Linked DNA regions of Mus musculus: region 2 is linked to region 1. A link is a contact called in public promoter capture Hi-C data. All regions are on one chromosome and are shown on one strand. Each heading gives the region's core, a stretch centred on a gene start, on an enhancer-like site or on the middle of the called end of the contact. The rest is flanking DNA. Distances are from core to core; before and after follow the strand shown. Region 1 overlaps Acox3 (acyl-Coenzyme A oxidase 3, pristanoyl). Region 2 overlaps Afap1 (actin filament associated protein 1).

Evidence for each region. Capture Hi-C pulls out chosen DNA fragments and counts their contacts.
Region 2: a promoter capture Hi-C map of adipose tissue shows a contact between it and region 1. The contact joins two enhancer-like sites.

The regions. Positions count from the first base shown.
Region 1 is chr5:35,607,968-35,610,932 of GRCm38.p6, reverse strand. Acox3 (acyl-Coenzyme A oxidase 3, pristanoyl) reads right to left here. Exons shown (of 19, transcript NM_030721.3): 16 at 2,501-2,675; 17 at 1,846-1,913; 18 at 1,111-1,197. Among named protein-coding and RNA genes, the nearest start is that of 4931431C16Rik, 21 kb to the right of the region's middle. Within about 2 kb of position 1,297, at least 113 of the 459 cell types and tissues checked have an H3K27ac peak or open chromatin away from gene starts, as enhancers often do. A contact at or near this core is called in adipose tissue, where this site is marked.
Region 2 is chr5:35,906,737-35,909,598 of GRCm38.p6, reverse strand. All of the region lies in intron 1 of Afap1 (actin filament associated protein 1), which reads right to left. Among named protein-coding and RNA genes, the nearest start is that of Afap1, 15 kb to the right of the region's middle. Within about 2 kb of position 1,423, at least 144 of the 459 cell types and tissues checked have an H3K27ac peak or open chromatin away from gene starts, as enhancers often do. A contact at or near this core is called in adipose tissue, where this site is marked.

The DNA of each region.
Region 1 (2,965 bases), core at 48-2,547:
CAGGCTGTTCTGCACCTTAGGCTCTGATCATAAAAAACGGTGTGGTGCACACCCTGTGGGCTACCGGCCCTGCCTGTACACACTCCTGGTGCACCTGGGAACCTGCCCAGCCCTGGCTCACATCTGCTCCCTGGATGCCCACTCCAATGCACATGTATAGCCTGAGTGTACCAATCTTGGGGGTTCAGACCCCCCAGACAGGGCCCTCACAGGCTTGTGAAGCGCTGAGTCCAGAGTGCTGTCTGAGGACAGCGGACTCCATGTCCTCACCATTGATCGCCAGCTCACAGCAAGCCACCACAGCCCTGGAGTGGATAAGATTAAACCTGTCCCACAGCTCACAACCATCAGGCCTCCGGCACATAGCTGGAACACCTTGCAAGGTCATGCTGGCAGAATAAGAGGGGTATAGGCCCAGGGATAGCAAGGCACTTCAGAACACCAGTCTGTGGACGTCTCCCTACATGGGCATCACCTTGTGGTGGGGTGTCAAACAGGGCAGGAAGGTGCAGGCGGGGGAAGAAGAGGCCAGTTGCACCTCGGGTGAGGCTTAAGCCCACTAACTGCTTCTGAACAAGCCATGCTAGAATTTGGTAGCCAGTGAACACCAGGGAGCTCACCAAGGGCTGTGGGGCTGTAGAGGTAGGCACAGAGGGGCAATGGCCCCATAGCTGGAATGGCCAAGGGGTAGTCAACTGTGGTTGGAGGGCAGAGCAGAGGAGAACTTGAAGATGCCAGGGTTTTAAAAATAGACCAAGCAGATGGGGTCATGTCTGACCACAAAGACCAGGGCCAGGGTGGCTAATGGTAGCTGTTTTGTCAAATTTATGGCTCTGACGCCATGTCTGTGACTGAGCTGTAGGGCCCATGTGGACAGCAGGCATGGAGGGATGGAGGAGGCTGGGACCTGTATGTCACTCCAGGACAACGGTGCAACTTCCCTGTTCTGTGGGGTGAAGGCTGGTGGTCAGGAATGGGATCCAAGACACAGAGCAGGAGTGGCAAAGAACTGTGACACCACCTGATTTCTCTTGTCCCCAGAAAGCTCCCCAAGTATGACAATTTCCAGGAAATTGTGTCCTCAGCGGCCACAGGGGGCATTCCCCTTACCTCACCATCAGCTTTGGCAATTGGGGAGTTCAGAACAAAGTCGGAGGGGGCGATGACATCTACCAAGGCCACCGCATCGTCTTTCAGCTGTTGGGAAACAAAGTTCATCCACTTGGCTACGCCCTACAGTCTCCATGGCAACCATGGAGTAACAAAGCCCCGCTGCTGGTTGCTACAGTGAACTGGAAACCTGAGCAGGCACAGAGTGGGGCCTCACCGGTCTGGGTTATAGATTCCCTGGGTGTGTGTTTGCATACTTCTACCATGTCGCCATTGACTCGGGACAGCCAGCATTTGTTGTTGCGGCAAGGCTGGGAAGCTGGCAGATGTGCTGAGTGCAGCCTGTTAGCGTGTCCCCTGAGGCGCATCCCCAGCCTAGGGCCAAACTGCCGACTGCTTTTTCTGAAGCTGGAAAGGAAGTCCAGAAGCCACAGGGGCAGAAAGTGCTCCTGAGCTCCTGCAAAAGCTATCACACTTGCAGCTGAGGCGGTGGTTCCGTGACCCCTGCTTCCTCACACAGACCGTTATTAAGCCCCACAGAGCAATCTGCTGTGGAGACACCCAAGGACTTTCTTGAAATGCATACAATTTTTTTTCCTTCAAATAACTCCTGCCAAGCACACTGAAGTTTAATAACGTTTGGGTGATGGCAGAGCTAGGGCAGACAGTCTCGGGGTGATGGTAGAGGCCTCACAGTGGGGACAGAGAGAATTCCCAACAAAGGTGGTGACTCACCTGCTCACACAGGGTCAGGATGGCGTCCTCCATCGCTCTTCCTGTTTGTTCCCCAGAAATGTAGCCACCTGCAAGCACAGCTTTGTCAAACACTCCTCAGCCCTGTGGCCACAGCATATAAGAAAGGCCTTTTCCATTTAGTCCCATGAAGCCTTTTGAACGGAGATGTCAGGGTATCAGAGCACTAACCAGTCTACTGTGATGTCTGGGAAGAAACATGCTGGCTCCAGACCAGTTCTGAGGTTCCCTGTCACCCCTCACCCCCGCCACTCCTGTGCATGTGTCAGACCTGGTTAAGGAGACATGAGAGAGGCAAGGGCCTGAGGCTTGGGGACCACAGGGGGAATAGGGATAGGCAGGTGTCAGCATCAGACCACACAGGTGCCCAGCCGCACTTCAGGTGGATGTGAGGGGGGCTGGCGGCCTAGAAGGGTCATGGGGCTATGGTATGTGGGGCATGTAGGCCCGTGAAGCTACTGGGGGACAGAGTAAGGGATCAAGCTCCCAGTAGCCTTCCTGTAGAATATCAACAGTGGTCTATGTGGCTGGGAATGTGTCAATGGCGAGAACTACTTTCAGGATGATTTTTTTTCAGCAAAGAGAAAGGTCCCTGGGTCACTGCTTTCTCAGACAGCCATCCAAGTAGCAGCCTCACCTCGGTAGAGCAGGGCCATGTGCTGGCTCAGGCACCACAGGCCGTAGAGCGTGCTGAGCCGCCCGAGCACAGTCCGCAGAGATGGAGACAGACCGGAGCTGTGTATATGTTCGTGGAATCGCTGCATCACGGTGAGTTCCATGAAGGCCAGGGCCAGGGGCCGGCAGCCGTACACCTGCATCGGGACAGAGGCCTGGTGTGCTGGAGGCAGCCAATCAACCACCTCTGTAACTGGGTCTCCTATGAGGGGGACGTCAGAGAACTGGAGACTGAGGTCTATGTTGGAACGCCGATTCTAAGTCAGCACCGTGAGGCTGAGCAGCATGGGGACACAGGATGGCACCCACAGAAAGGATCTCCGGGTGAAGCTAAGCCCTGTGAAGGGAGGCTACCACATTTACACACTCCAAGATGGCCCACTTTCCCTTGGCCCCATGCCCAGCCCATCACTACAGCACTGTGAGT
Region 2 (2,862 bases), core at 174-2,673, 300 kb before region 1:
TTCCCTGTTGTCTGCAGGAAGCAAGGCTCAGTAGAGGGGAAGCCTCGGCACTGCTCCTACCTGCAACACCGCAACACCTCAGACCAGGGGTTCTCAGCCTCTGCTGTACACAGGAACAATCAAGAGATCCCTAAAAGCAACATCTCCCTGCACTCCACTCTCAGAGATTCTATCGCAGCTGGCCTGCTTGTCTCAAAAATCCCCTGTGCAGCCAGGGTTGCAAAGCCCTTGTCCCAGACACTCACACACTTGGCTCAGGTCAACACACTCATTGGGATTCTGAGCACTAGAAACAGGTTGAGACAGGGCAGCCTCTACCCTGTGACCACAGACCTGTCTACCCTGTGACAACAGACGAGCACTTACTCTCTGTTTTAGGAAAAAGAAACTGGGATCCCAGATTTATTTCAGGCCAAACCAAATAAACTTGCAGGTGAAGAGAGATTTGGGTGTAGGCTTCTACACAAAATACTTCCTGTTGCTCCCTGCCAGAAGCCTGGGGACTAACTGAGCCCGGGGAATTCTGGGAGGAAATTCATGCCTGAACCACAGTGAAAGTGTACTGCCTACACACACCCCTCAGCACAGCGACGCTTCAGATCGGGGTGCAAATGGAGGACACAGCAGCACAAAAGAAGCCAGCTCTGCGGCCTCTGCTCCCTCCGTGTCACTACTGGTTCTGCTCTGAGCCCCGGGGACAGATAAATAACTAACAGCACAGAAACTCGGAGGACAGAGATACCATTGAAGGAATTCAGCCACCAGCCAGGAAAGGAGCCATAGGGCCCTGTTTCCATCCCTAGGAGATGGAAAGGAAAATGAGAACACACACACAGGCACACACACGCACACTAGCTGAAGGAACACACATACACGCATACGCACAAACAGGCACATGCACATACATACACACATAAGCTGGAGGAACATTTAAAGTGTTTCACACCTACAGGCCTTCCACTAATAGCAATTCAAGCAAGCCTTCAGTTTCTTGCAAACCTTGCAACTCCTCCTGCATCACTAATCTTCCTAGAAGCCCTTTGCTGTCAGGGTTAGTAATGGATGAGGCCTGAGTTGGCTAAGACATATTAATATAAGAAGAGCACACTCTGGTGTCCCCCACCCCTGCCCTGTACCCCCCACCCCCCTGCTCCCAGCAGTCACTCTCAGCACAGTGAAAAGTGACCTGTGTTCTTTTCACTGTCTCAGCCTCTCCTCTGACCCGGCATTCCCCGGAAAGCTAGCAAGCTGGCAGCCCTGTCTCTGACTGCTCTGAGGCCACAAAAGCCGTAAAGCACTGAGCAGACACGGTCCATCTGTCTCTCACTGTCTTCTACTTGTCATGCGGGTCACTCTGTAGGCAGACCGGCTGCGGAAGGTTTGGCAGGTTACCAGAAAGTGACTCCTCACTCCTGCCCTCCCTCCTTGGCACAGACTACCCGAAGTACAGGAAGACCAGAAGGCTTTTTTTCTGAGCCACATGATGTGCATTCCTGTCCTGCTCCACTGGAGACACCCCACCCATCGCATGCAGGCAGGAGGAGCACATGCCTCCTTCCCATGGTGGGGCAGGTGTCCTAGGTTAGCGCGGCTTGTCATAAGACCTAAGGGGGCTGTCTCAGGCTCGACCTCACCCAGGGCTCACGGGCATAAACCATGCATGCTGTCCCTTTCAGGTTTTCGGGCAGAATTACAGATGTGCTTTCTTCAAGTTCCAGAGAAGTTGTTTACACAGCTGTATTCCCAGTAGACATGATGCCTTACAGGCTGCTGAGCCATGCCACAGTATAGCTCACCTGCTCTCGGGACACACTGCTTCCTTAGCTCATTTCATCAAGGAAACAAACCAAGAGGGATAGAGAGATGACTCCACAGTTAAGAGCACTTCCTGCTTTTGTGGAATACCTGAGCTCAGGTCCCAGCACCCACAGCTGATGCCTCCCAACTGCTTGGAACTCTAGCTCCAGGAGGACCTGACACCCTCTTCTTGCCTCTGAAGGCATTGCACTCATATGCAATGTGTGCAAGCAAGTGCGAGTGCACACACACACACACATACACACACACAGTTAAAAATACAATAACTTTAAAAAATAAAAAACACCAATCTCACAAAAATTCAGTGAGTTTTCCAATAATCCCCCTCCCATCCCCTCTTACTGAAGCAGGACATAAAGATCTTTTGACTCTGAAACCAATACTTTGGCCAATGTGCCGCACAGTCCCTGTGGGGCTGGGAGTCCCCCCTGACCTTAAAACTGCAAACAGAAGCCTCTCACATGTCTTCCAGCTTCCTAACAGTAAGCAATTTATACATTTCCAACTGTATTTGGGAAAGTGCACAGGCCGTTGTCCAAGGTTCCTTCATTTGTGTCTTGGACAGATCATACCAATGCAGTGAGCAGAGGGGTGTGGGAAGTGTCTGCTGAGGTGGAGAGACAGCAAGGTCAGCTGTCACAGGCATATGCAGCCCTTAAAGGTGTATCGAAGGAAAGATAACACGAAGTCCCATCAAACACAGACAGAAAAGGAGACAAAATTACCAAGGGCCTTCTGGGGCTGGAGAGATGGCTCAGAGGCGAACAGCACACACAGGGGACCCATGTCAGGTAACACATAACCATCTAACTCCAGCTCCACGGGCTCTGACAGCTCTGGCCTCCTCAGATGTGGAACTCAACTCTCATCTCCCAAGTCCGTGGACCATGGACCACAGTTGTTTTGCCTCACCATTCCCCTTGAATGTCATCCTGAATGCTTCCAGAATACAATTGCTATGTCTCTACCTGCACAGGCTTTCGAGTTACCGTAACTTCTTTTCTCTGAGATAAATGCCCTCAAGGGCAATGGCACATGCTTGTG